Regions from separate parts of the Mus musculus genome. Here region 2 is linked to region 1. A link is a contact called in public promoter capture Hi-C data. All regions are on one chromosome and are shown on one strand. Each heading gives the region's core, a stretch centred on a gene start, on an enhancer-like site or on the middle of the called end of the contact. The rest is flanking DNA. Distances are from core to core; before and after follow the strand shown. Region 1 holds the start of Zfp286os (a long non-coding RNA gene). Region 2 overlaps Hs3st3b1 (heparan sulfate (glucosamine) 3-O-sulfotransferase 3B1).

What was found. Promoter capture Hi-C pulls out the DNA fragments that hold promoters and counts their contacts.
Region 2: a promoter capture Hi-C map of pre-B cells shows a contact between it and region 1, with 7 times the contacts expected there. The contact joins the enhancer-like site here to the promoter of Zfp286os in region 1. A contact is called at or near these places in 6 of 39 promoter capture datasets (the 3T3-L1 cell line, cranial neural crest, frontonasal cranial neural crest and 3 more) and 6 of 484 Hi-C or Micro-C datasets (B cells, cerebral cortex, cortical neurons and 3 more).

Annotation. Positions count from the first base shown.
Region 1 is chr11:62,755,448-62,758,373 of GRCm38.p6, reverse strand. Zfp286os (a long non-coding RNA gene) reads right to left here and starts at 1,554. Exons shown (of 3, transcript XR_879919.3): 1 at 1,269-1,554. It also overlaps a transcript of Zfp286 not described here.
Region 2 is chr11:63,905,487-63,908,412 of GRCm38.p6, reverse strand. The region is part of intron 1 of Hs3st3b1 (heparan sulfate (glucosamine) 3-O-sulfotransferase 3B1); the gene reads left to right. Among named protein-coding and RNA genes, the nearest start is that of Hs3st3b1, 15 kb to the left of the region's middle. Within about 2 kb of position 1,507, at least 92 of the 459 cell types and tissues checked have an H3K27ac peak or open chromatin away from gene starts, as enhancers often do. A contact at or near this core is called in B cells, pre-B cells and pro-B cells, where this site is marked.

The DNA.
Region 1 (2,926 bases), core at 305-2,804:
ACAGTCGCAACTCCTTTCCTGCCTCAGCCTGCAGCGATCACAGGAGCTGTCCAGGGAGCAGCACCTCCTCTCCAGCCTTTCCAAAAAACAGCTCAGCCGCACATTGATGGCACCTCAACCTGTGTGGCCTGTGGCCTGGAAGATCTTCCCATCCTAACCCTTGGGCCCAACGCAGGGAAAGAGGGCTGAAAAAAGCTACCAATCCCTGAACAGAGAAACCCACCAATCCCTGAGCTCCCCCAAGCTCAGGACTTGAAATCCTACCAATCCTCAATCCGGAAATCTCTGTGGGGGTTCTCCTCCCGCCCCCCAAAAGCTCCGCCCCTAGCTGTGTAAACCCTGCTCTTGGTTCAACTTCTTGCTGTCCACTCCTGGGAGCAGTGGCAGCCACCCCTGGATTTGTCCCTCGTCTCCCTGGATTCATCCTTCCACTAGATCTCTTTCCTGAGATTTGCTGTCTGGTGGGACTCTCTTATCAGAAGCAGCCAAGAAGCAATGAAGAGAAGGGAAGAATGAGAAAAGGGGAGCAAGGCTGAGTGAGCCTCGTGAGCAACTCGGCTCAGCTGGGGAGACCCTCTCCTGGGAGCTGCAATGCCTCTGCTGAGGAGACTTCCTCTCAGAGCTGTGTGGTTCCTGGGCCGGGTGTCTCGGGATGCTCTTCCATCGGGATAACCTTCTCCCCTCTGAGCAGTGTGGCTCCTGGGTTCCTGAGTCCCAGGATACACTTCCAGACTGGTCAAAGTGTGAACCTGTCCATCATCAAAGATCCAGTCTCTTGTAGAAAGAAGATGGACCGGTATGATGTCAGAACTGTGTGAAATCTCTTTCCCGGACCTAAGTTTCCCCACTGGCTGGCACCAGACCCCTTTAGCATATTTTCATCCCTGTCAGGAAAGTTAAAGAACCAAAAATGATAGTGTAGATAGATATCGCCAGTTTTCCAATCAAGAAATTCAAAGCCAAGCAAAGTGTGGACATTCACCAACTCTCCTGGCTTCTGAGACTTTATAGGTGGCCTCTCTGCTCTCTGGGTGCCTTTCTTTAGCAACACAGAGGTGACCTTAGAAAAGATCTTGCCAAAGGTTCCTAGTGCTAGAGAGTGACACGGCCGTGGCCTCTAGACACAAACATTCCAATGTGATTGTATTTCTTAGATTGCGCGGAAGGTTGATAATCAGTAAACTGTTCTTAATCGCGAGGAAGGTTAAATGAAGAGTCTCTGAATGAAGGTTAACGTTGGCCGCCTTGCGGCGCGGTTCCGTGCTCACCGAGCGCCCTCTGCCGGGCACACAGCGGCCGCCAGGTACTTCTGCCCGGGTGCAGACGGGGGTGCGCTTTCCCTTCGTGAGTGCACGGCCTGGCCGATCCGGACCTAGCCTATCGGACCCTCCCATCCCTGAGGAGAGCGGCCTGGGCCACAGAGGCGGGATGCTGTAGGTCTCCCCTGCGCCCTCTGGTGGAGCGGAGCTTCAGAGCTGCAGCGTCACCAAGACCTCAGCCCTACCCGGGCCGGAGCAGCGGACCGCGTCAGAGAGGAGGGTGGACAATCCAAGGCCAGCCTCACCGGAGATGGCTTAGCCTGAGAGCTGAGCTGCATTCCTTCACCGGGCAGCTTGCACTGGCTGGCTGATTTTAAGCCATTTCAAATGATCCCTTTTTAAGCCATTTGTCATTCCCTGGCACGATCGTGGAATAGAATAATGTGCATTGGTTGGGACATGCTGGACTGGTCCAGGGTGCTGTAAGCGCTGCCAGAGCGTGCACCCTTCCTTCTTTACTTTTAAATGCACTGATACGGGAACCACAAGTGAGGTTTCTCCTTAAGTCTGTTGATAATTGTGCAGTAGATGGAAGAAACTCTTGTAGTTTCTAAAAGAATTTACCTAATACTCATAGAGTAGATGTTAAGTCAAACTCAGGTAGACGAAGAAAGGGTGCAGAGCTACAACATTCCAGTTCTCCAGAATCACTAAAGTTTATTATTAATCGATCCGCCTTGTTTGTACAATCTTTAACACAGGTGTGTCTTTTTTTTTTTTTTTTTTTCTTTTTTCTTTCTGGAAACTTCAGGTCACAAACAGGCTAAACACTGTGTCTAGCTGTGTGGCTTGTGTCTTGGTTAAAGGGATAAGATGCTGCAAGGGTGGTTAGCACTGGCCACTTTTGTTCTTTGAGACAGCTTTAGAGAACTTTTTAAATTTTGTGTATTGGAATAATAATGCCCATCAGATTAGTGTAAAGATTAAATGAGAATGTGTTTTTAAAGTTGCTTGTGCAATGTCAGACCAACCAGCTGTGACTACATTTAATAATCTTATGAACCCTAGATCTCCGGGGGCGGGGGGGAGAGACAAGTTGGATCTCACTGATGTTGCAGGGGTCTTCCCTGTGTTTCATGGGGCTCATCCCTGTGTTCCCTCATGGGAGCCCTGTCTCAGGGTTCCTGCGTGGTGAGTCTGAAGTTTCTAAGGCAGGACTGGTTTGCACGGTTTACCACTCTTCCCTACATTCCTCTCGGCAGGACAGCCACCCTTTCAGAAAGCAGAAGCAGAGATGGCTGCTGGGATGTTTGCAATTGGACCCCTGGTAAGTCGGGGTCTACTGGTTCCTGCCTGCTGCGTTGTCTGGGGGGCATCTACTGTTCTGGAATCTCGAAGCTTCTCTGCCTCACCCACACTCCTTCAACTGAGACCAGAGCCACATTTTTTGACCTATAAAAAATGGGGCCACCCCAATAAAAGTTATTATGTGTAAAAGAAAGTGCTCTCTGTTGGGGGGACAAAGGCCCGTGTAACCACTGAGCACTAGGGAGCCAGGAATGCTAAACACACCCGAGCACCTCCTCAATGCAGGAAATAAAAACCTGGTTTTCACCCCCAGAAGACTTGGAGTGGATATTGTTGACATCTGGTGACCTTTTTGCTAT
Region 2 (2,926 bases), core at 258-2,757, 1.2 Mb before region 1:
TCATGATGATGTTGTTGTGCCTTTCCCTCAGTAGAACTGTGCCTTGTTAAGTCCTTCCTCTCTCAGGGTGCTTCTTATCAAGTGTTTGGTCACAATGATGAATGACTAATAAGTGCTATCCTGTGTTTCCATGCCCGTGCCCCAAGTATTTCATCCCGGAAGCCAAAGTTACAATTCTGTTGAACAGTTTTCAGCAAGGACTGCTTTTGCTGGTGAGCAGAAAAGATGGCGCCTAGAATCAAAGGCCATTGCTAGAGCGCCTTCATGATGAGGGAGAGGGTATACATCCTCAAAGTGACTGCTGGTTGTTGGGGTGGAGTCTGTCATTAAAGGAAAGCCCTGTAATTAGAAATTCTACTTCCAAGAGAGACCTGCAGCTGGAGCAGCTGCAGACTCTCCACACAGCATTCCTGGGTGCTGAAGAGGGGGATGCTGGAGCCAGGGTACCCATTCGGCAGTCAATGGGTGGGCCTGTAGGTAGCCATCTGTCTGAGGATGTGGTCAACCCCCTCCCCGTTCCAGGGGCCAGGGATGAGGGCTATATGGCCGATTCTATCCTCATTGGCTCCTTATTTCCAACCAACCCCACCCTTTTGGTTGGTTCTTTCTTTCTTTCTCTCTTTCTTTCTTTCTCTCTTTCTTTCTTTCTCTCTTTCTTTCTTTCTTTCTTTCTTTCTTTCTTTCTTTCTTTCTTTCTTTCTTTCTTTCTTTCTTTCTGATCTCAACACATTTCATTTTTGTTTCCCTCAATGTCAAACTTCTTCCTGAGCATTGAACCCGGGTCCTTGTACATGCTAGCCAAGTATACTGTAGGCATGAGCCATCAACCTCAGGCCTCAGTTGCCAAACGTCATTAAGATGGTCAACTCTAGCAAAGACGGTGTAGTGCACACCTAAACTCCCAGCACTTGGCAAGCAAGCAGGAGGATCTCGGCTTGAGGCTACTTAGTACAACCTCTATCTCAAAACACAGCAGCAACAACAAAACACCCTCTTCATTCTTTTGCACAGTGTAAACTGTGTTGCTGTGCCCTTTTATCTGACCACCAAAGGAGAGGCTGGGTCAGGGGATAAGAAATTATAGAGACCTAGCCAGTGGCTGGGGTCCCCCCCCCCTTCCCATCACTGACTCAACAGACAAATCCACTGTCTGGTTTATAGCTAGGCTAATTTAATTTTCAGCTCAGAGGCCACCCCCCTGCCCATTTGGTGGTAATCTCAGATGGTTAATGAGCTAGAAGGAGAGCCAGCCTATGGGATGGCCTTTCACTCCTTGCCTCAGTGACTTAGCAGGCCTGATTTATTAGCCGTTTGTTCCTGGTGTGAGTGGGCCCAGGCAGTCTGACACAGCTTCCTGACTCTCCCCTCTTCTAAAGACCCACTGAGCTCTGGCTTCTGGCCTTAGCTTTTGGACCTCTCTCTTCCTTTCACAGCTGGGGTTGAGTGGAAGGGAGGAGAGCCTAGGACACAGAGAGCCTCAGGCCACCTCCTCTGCCCAGCCAGCCTGCCTGGCCTGTGAAACTCCTCCAGCTCTTTATTTCGGAAGCATTTGTCCCCAGCCAAGCCAGCATTGAGCAATTCTGGCCTGAAATTCGGTCTCAACATTTGGGCAAGTGCTTTCCTTCTGTAGGACTGCGATACACTTGAGAAAAGACTGAAAGCCTGCTCTGTAAAGTGGGCTCGTCGGAGCTGGGGAAGGCAAAGAAGTGGGCTTTTAGCTTTGTGACTACTGACTTTAGAGACGGTTTCACTTCTGCTTCCTAAATTAATCTGCTTCCCTCACACACAATGGTTCGTTATGCCATCACACGCTTTGTGTCAACCAACATCTGAGTACACTTATCACCTGGATGGTATCTGGGACCCTCTGAGGCCTTGTGGGACTCTAGTTACATAGGTAGCTTGTTAATAACCAACCCCTGTTGTACGTCCATACCACCTCATATATGTGGTTCATATCAAATTTGAAACCAGACCTTTTCAGGTTTGACTGGCAGGCAGGGAGGACAGAGACCGAACTCTTTCCAAAGGAGGTTGGTGATAATGGATGGGTCAGAGAGCAATGGTGATGATATTTGCACATGTTGATCCCATAGGCTGGCTTCCCTTCTAGCTCCTTAACCATCTGAGATTACCACCACGTGGGGGTGGGCGGTGGGGATGGCCCATCTGAGAACCATAGCCTCGGGATGGACATGACCCTAGAAATTCAGCTGTCTAGAGTCTGCGTTCCTGCTTCCCTATTGCCCTATATAAATCTTGGGGTCCAGAGGCTTCTCCTCCCTAAGCTACTTTGCCCCCTCCTTTTAATGTAAAGCACCAGAGGGTCCCCTTGTGTCTCCATCCTTTGCTTGCTCCATCTGCAGGGCTCCGTGGTAACATGGCTGACGTAGGGCAAGGCTGCCTCTTCCTTACCAGAGGCAAGCTGCTGTGGTTCTGTAGCGGGGACTTTGAGCATCGTGCAGGTCGGTGTCCTGGAGGTTTGGCTGAACCGCTTAGACCCCACCCTTTCAAAGTTTAATGAAAGACAATGAACGGCCTCAACCTCACAGCCAATATCGGAGAATGAGCTGAACCCATGGGCCCCATGGGATGGGATCAGAAAACCCAGACGATACCATCATCTCTGTCCACTCTGGCCTGTTAGCACCTTGAGCAGGCTCGTGGCCAGCTGGTGGGCTGGCATCGGGAGCTCTTACCCTGTGTCTGTGCACTCCTGAAGCTGAGGGCCAGCTTCCACTTATTTGCTGCACAGAGGACTCTTAGCTTTCTCAGGGTCTGTGACTCCTAAACACTGAGGTACTGTCCCGTGGCACGGGATTCCGTTGCTATTGTTTGTTTCTTTGCATTTTTTGCTCCCTGCCCAGCGCCACCCCCAACTCCACATGCTTTTGTCCAGCAAGAGTCTTGCCGTGTGGCACAGCTC